Linked DNA regions of Sus scrofa: region 2 is linked to region 1. The links are chromatin contacts, called in public Hi-C maps. All regions are on one chromosome and are shown on one strand. The core of a region is the stretch at or near the end of the contact, and the rest is flanking DNA. Distances in the headings are between cores, read along the strand shown. Region 1 overlaps OTUD7A (OTU domain-containing protein 7A). Region 2 holds the start of MTMR10 (myotubularin-related protein 10).

Region 1 (2,927 bases), core at 318-2,817:
CAGCTGGGACTTGAACCTCAGGAGGGGCCTACAGCCCCCACGAAAAGACTGCTGCTCAGAGGGCGGAAATGGGGCTGCCATATTTCTCCCTACCTCCCAACTGCGAGTCAACCCCATCACTAGGGAACTGATCTCAGCTGGCCCACTGCAACTCCAGAAGCCCCCAGTGGATCCTAGACAAACCTGTAAACACCAACCTCTGCCCCAGCCTTTCAGAGGTGGCCAGGATCCCCAGGGGCAGGGGTGGGTTGCAGTCAGGAGTGGTTTTGATGACTCTGTCCCTTGGTGCAGCGAGGGGCCCATCCTTGCCTTCTCTATCTCTTCCCTCCTCAGAAGGCTCATTGGCTGGCCTCTTTGCCTGAGCTTCCTCAGCCTGCTGTTTACCTTATCACCACCTGACAGCAGGAAGTGTATGTCACCTGTGTACTCTGTCCCCGCCTCCCACCCCCAATACAGGAGGTGAGCTCCCTATGACAAAGGGGTATGGGATGTGGGGGTCCCACACTGTCACAGACTTGCTGAATGAACTCACAAATGAGCAGGGGGGTAGGCAGCCCTCACTCTCTGGGAGGAGATGGGAGGGCCTCGCCCTAAAGCCGCACCCCCACCCCAGGTGAACTAGAAGCAGCAGAAGCAATAATACCGTTTCTTTGTCTGCCGCCAGAGGTGGGTATTTCCGGTCTGACAGACCCAAGTTGAGGACAGGTAGTGTGTCCAACTGCTTTTCAGAATCCACAAAAAGTAGGACATTTTAAAAACTATTAGTAGCAGTTTTAAAATATTACCACCTTGGAGTTCCTGGCTCAGTGGTTAATGAACCCGACTAGTATCTGTGAGGACGTGGGTTCTATCCTTGGCCTTGTTCCCTGGGTTAAGGATCTGGCATTAAGGTGAGCTCTGGTGTAGGCCAGCGAGCTGCAGCTCCGTTTTGAGCCCTAGCCTGGGAACCTCCATATGCTGCGGCCCTAAAAAGACAAAAGAATAAAAATAAAATATGTGGCCCTAAAGCTCCCGCTGGCCCAGATGTCCCCTGTACACCTCCATTCCGTTTCCTTAATCACGGAGCCTCCTGGTCTTGGGGCCCATTTCCTGCCCTTTCTCGGGGCTGCGGGAGCACTGACCTCCGTCCTGGCCGGTGGACCACCTGGCACTGGCCTCCCTCTTTTGCGTTCAGCCGTAATCCCCCTGACGGATTCGGAGCACAAGCTGCTGCCTCTGCACTTTGCTGTGGACCCCGGCAAGGACTGGGAATGGGGGAAAGACGACAACGATAACGCCAGGCTGGCACAGTAAGACCCTACCCCTGTGTCCCCCTCCCCCACGCCCTACGGAGCGGGCTGTCGCTGGGCTCCCCGGGGAGGGGCTGGGCGCAGCGCCCCGGCTCCTCTGGAGACGGTCGGCGGGCGGGGCGAGCCGGGACGCGTCTCATTTGGTGTTCCTCTCTCTAGCCTGATCCTGTCGCTGGAAGCCAAGCTAAACCTTCTGCATAGCTACATGAATGTGACGTGGATCCGGATCCCCTCGGAGACCCGGGTAAGCTAGGCGTGCGACGGGAAGAAGCGGCAGGCGGGGCGGCGGCTGCTCATTCTGCTCCGGCAGGAAGGCGGGGGTGCATCCTCCCCAACGCTGACCGCCCAGGTTCCGACTGGAACGCGCGCCTGTCTGCGCGTGCGCCTGCGTGTCTGGCCATAGCAGCGCTCAGGCTAGGTTGTGTGTCTGTGTGTGTGTTTTATTTTTTTGAGGTCCCCTTATCTTCGACAGAAGGAGCGGAATAAACACGCCCACTCAGAAAACAAACCGTAGGCAAGTCGCAACACAAAACTCTGCCCAGCTCGGAACACGATGTGCTGCCACGGAGCGGAATTAATTATAAAAGTGTGTGGGTCCTCGGAAAAGGCAGAGAACCGAGGGCGCGATTCCTTGGCACCCCCCCCTTCCCCTCACTTTCCCTCCCCTCCGAAAAGGCGGTGACAAGGGGGGCTGCCTGCCCCACTTGGCCCCCTCCCCCAGGGAGAACCCATGCTGTCCTCGCCTCCAGATACTAAGACGGATTCGCTTTAAGTATCTGATATTTTTGTGGTCTCAGTGATGGTCTCCCCAAAAGAGATGTTTAAAAGAAAAGCTTATAAGTGAATTTATTCTCCCTAGACATTAGTTTATGTAGCCATAAAGTGGAGCTTATAATTAATATTTTATAAGTGACAGGAGAAGAGCAAATAGGGCAGTGCCCGGCACAATCAGTACCCAGGACAAGCCGGCACCACTCAGAGTGCTTTCATACTTCAGCCTTTACCTGTATTTAATCTTCACTGGGCTCCCTGAGGCAGGTACCGATACCCCTCTTACTAATGGCACAAGTGACAGCTGGTGGCAGTCTGGCTTCGGAGTCCTGCCTCATCTCCACATTGACCTGCCTGTCAATTACTCTGGACGTCCTTGTTTAGCCCTTATGAGGGCTGTGAAGGCAGCAACTCGAGATCTAGAATCAGGAGACTCGGTTGGGACAGGGACAGTGGGGCTGGAGGCAACACAGCGGGGAGGGAGGGATCTGCCTCCATCAGTCCGCTTGGGGACTGCTGATTTCTAACCTCATCCCTTACCTGCCCGCCCCCTCCACAGGCCCCTCTAGCACAGCCGGAGTCCCCGACCGCCTCGGCGGGGGAGGACGTGCAGTCCTTGGCCGATTCACTCGATTCAGACCGCGACTCGGTGTGCAGCAACTCCAACAGCAACAACGGCAAGAACGGCAAGGACAAGGAGAAGGAGAAACAGCGCAAGGACAAGGACAAGACACGAGCGGATTCTGTGGCCAATAAGCTAGGCAGCTTCAGCAAGACGCTGGGTATCAAGCTGAAGAAAAACATGGGCGGCCTGGGCGGCCTGGTGCACGGCAAGATGAGCCGCGCCAACTCCGCCAATGGCAAGCA
Region 2 (2,711 bases), core at 171-2,670, 450 kb after region 1:
AGTTTGTTTTCTTTAAATCCATTTAATGTAGTGAGATCACAGACTACTCATTAAAAGGTTTTAAACATGTGTGGACAATAGTACCTTTACACCTATAACTCACTGGGCTTAACATTTTAAAGTACAATTGTGGTTCCTGAGAAAAATGGAATCATATGTTACTCAAGTTAACCAGAAAGATCAGTGGAGTTCTGGATCCAGGACCCAAGAAAAAGTAACTTGTGAATCTTAAACACTTAAGTTTTTTTAGTGTTTCCATTAACATTTGTCAGTATGATTCATATGGCCACATTGGAGCTTCCTGGTGACATTTTTTATAAAACGTTGGATTAGGGATTTATTCTTCAAAGTGTGAGAAGAATCTAGTCTCAACTAAGATTTACAAGAAGGTAACATCACTAACCCCCTTCCACCAAAGGCTGCTTCAGTTCGGAATTCTGTTAAAGAGTTCAGAAATGGCCCGTGCTTGATGTGCAGAAATTCTTCTGCTCTCTGCAATTAATGGCCAGAATATTCAGGCCATAGCCTAAGGAAGCCCTTCACACCGCTAAGGACTCATTCTTGCTGAGCTTTTAATTATTTATCTACTTGCTGTACCTTTGCATGTGAGGATAGGCAAGAAAAAACAGGAAGGCGACTTTCTTAATATCTGTTCACACTTAAGTTTAACAACGAGGCTAGGAGTTAAAATAAACTGAGCTGTCCGGGTTGCTGACATCGTCCTGTGTCAACAGCGCCCATGCCCACGCCAGCCTCAGCACCCCACGGAATTGAGCAGCAAGACATCTCAGTCACAAAGCTTCACGCTAAAACAAACAGACCAGGTGAAGGAAGAAAGTCTTCCCTGGTGTGGGACCTTGAAGGGACCGAGCTGACCGTTTGATCCCGGTCACTGTCAGCTGTCCTGGGCCACTTTCCCGGGGCCCGTCCCTCATCCGCTGGGCGCAGACAGCGTGACCCGCTAAGCCTGGGGCTCCAGAGTCCTCTGTCCCTCACCCCCACCCCAGCTCCTCCCAAAGACTGAAAACAACAATCCCCGCGTGAGCACGGTGACTAGAGACCAGCAGTGGAAGGTGCTGTCTCAGGAAGAGCGGAACTGCGGCGCAGTAGCTATCAAAGGGAGCCTCCAGCTACCGCCGTGACCCCGCAGGCCGCCATGACCCCTGCCAGCCGCCGTAGGTTCTCGCCGGCCGCCGAGGACCCTGCCGGCCGCCGTAGGTGCGCCCCTACCCCGCCCAAGCGGGGTTCTCAAGATGGCTCCCGGGCCCCGCTCCCCCCGGCACCCTAGCTGAGGGCTGGGCAAAGGCACTCTGCGTAGGCCTCGCGTTCCGGCGCCGGCGCGGCCTAGAGGTCGGGAGCGGCCGGCCGCCGGCCCTGCGCGTGCCTCTCGCCGGGCGGGGTGGGGCGGGGCGCCGGGCCCCTTCCGGGGATGGGCCCCGGCTCCTCCCCGCTCGGGCGGGCGCTCCGCCGAGTCTCCGCCCGTCAGCCCTCCCGGCCCGGCTGGCCGCAGACCGTGCCAGGGCGGCCGCACTGGGAGCTCGCAGCCCGCGGGCGTCGGGAGGCGGGTCCCGGGCCGCGACCCGGCCCGGCGGAGCGAAGCCGGTGGCGGCACCATGTTCTCGCTCAAGCCGCCCAGACCCACCTTCAGGTCCTACCTCCTGCCGCCCCCCCAGGTAAATATCCCTCTCCCCCGGGACCTTCTCCTCGCGCTTCCGGGGAGCCGCGGGCCCGCCGGGGAGCGGGGGAGCCCGGAGGTTGCCCTGTCCCCCGACCCCACCCCGGTTCCCCGTCCTCTGTCCCCAGTTGCGCGGCTGCCCGACCTTGGCTCGGGGAAGCGCGCCTTCCTGGGAGCCCCACTGGCTCCTTGGAAACTTGCAGAACTCCGCCGCAGCCATTCCCTCCCCCCAAGACCCCCGGGAGCGACGGAGCAACCGGAGCCGGATTTATTTAGCCCTTTGCTTGGCGACAGTCCCTGCTGTGACCGCCAGCTGATTACATCGCCTGTGGGCACTTAGTGGAAGAAGTCACGCACCTGTCTTAAAAGTGAACACCTGGAAGCGGCTTAGGCGCTTAGAGTGTTTTTATGCTCAGACTCTCAATTCCATTATGAGCAGACCTTTCTTTAAAAGAGCTGGGTGAAAATGTGAAAGAATTTAAGGGGGGGATATGTATCATCACTTAGAAAACTAAATTTGCTTTAGTCTCTCACAGGGAAAAAAAGATTTGATTTTGATTTATTTTGCTAATGTATTTCAGACTGACGATAAGATTAATTCGGAACCGAAGATTAAAAAACTGGAGCCAGTTCTTTTGCCAGGTAAACATGAGGGTTCTAATAGATAATTTAGTGGTGTGTTTTGGTCTAAGACTCTTCTATCAGCTAGTACCATGTGGTTAACTTTCCTCATTTACTTTAAAGTTTAGCAAGTTAAAAATCTAAGACTGAGGAGGGAGGGAAAAAGTTGGTAAGATGTAAACAACAGCAACAAAAAGTAGTGTTAAATGGGTATTTGCCCTTGAAAATTGACGCATCATAGAAAACTGTCAAGAATATCACTCTTATTTCCTCTTTTGTCTCCTGAAATGTGCTTTTTGAAAGCTATCATTAATTGCTTAGGTAGTGAAAGAACTGTCTGCAAATTCATGCAGGAATGGTTAATAGATCATCATTTTAACAGTATGAAAAGCAACTTTTATTATGTTTGGGTCTC

The links. A called contact is a pair of places that touch in the nucleus more often than the background predicts.
Region 2: a contact with region 1 is called in a Hi-C map of skeletal muscle, with 5 times the contacts expected there. The contact joins the promoter of MTMR10 here to the enhancer-like site in region 1. A contact is called at or near these places in 1 of 5 promoter capture datasets (fetal skeletal muscle), 5 of 47 Hi-C or Micro-C datasets (alveolar macrophages, embryonic fibroblasts, heart right ventricle and 2 more) and 1 of 2 datasets of contacts at active chromatin or transcription factors (skeletal muscle).

What each region holds. Positions count from the first base shown.
Region 1 is chr1:143,414,169-143,417,095 of Sscrofa11.1, forward strand. OTUD7A (OTU domain-containing protein 7A) reads left to right here. Exons shown (of 15, transcript XM_021098720.1): 13 at 1,175-1,289; 14 at 1,449-1,533; 15 at 2,620-2,927. Among named protein-coding and RNA genes, the nearest start is that of KLF13, 120 kb to the right of the region's middle. Within about 2 kb of position 1,568, at least 41 of the 83 cell types and tissues checked have an H3K27ac peak or open chromatin away from gene starts, as enhancers often do. A contact at or near this core is called in omental adipose tissue and skeletal muscle, where this site is marked.
Region 2 is chr1:143,866,326-143,869,036 of Sscrofa11.1, forward strand. MTMR10 (myotubularin-related protein 10) reads left to right here and starts at 1,421. Exons shown (of 16, transcript XM_003121665.4): 1 at 1,421-1,673; 2 at 2,257-2,317. The coding sequence starts at 1,614.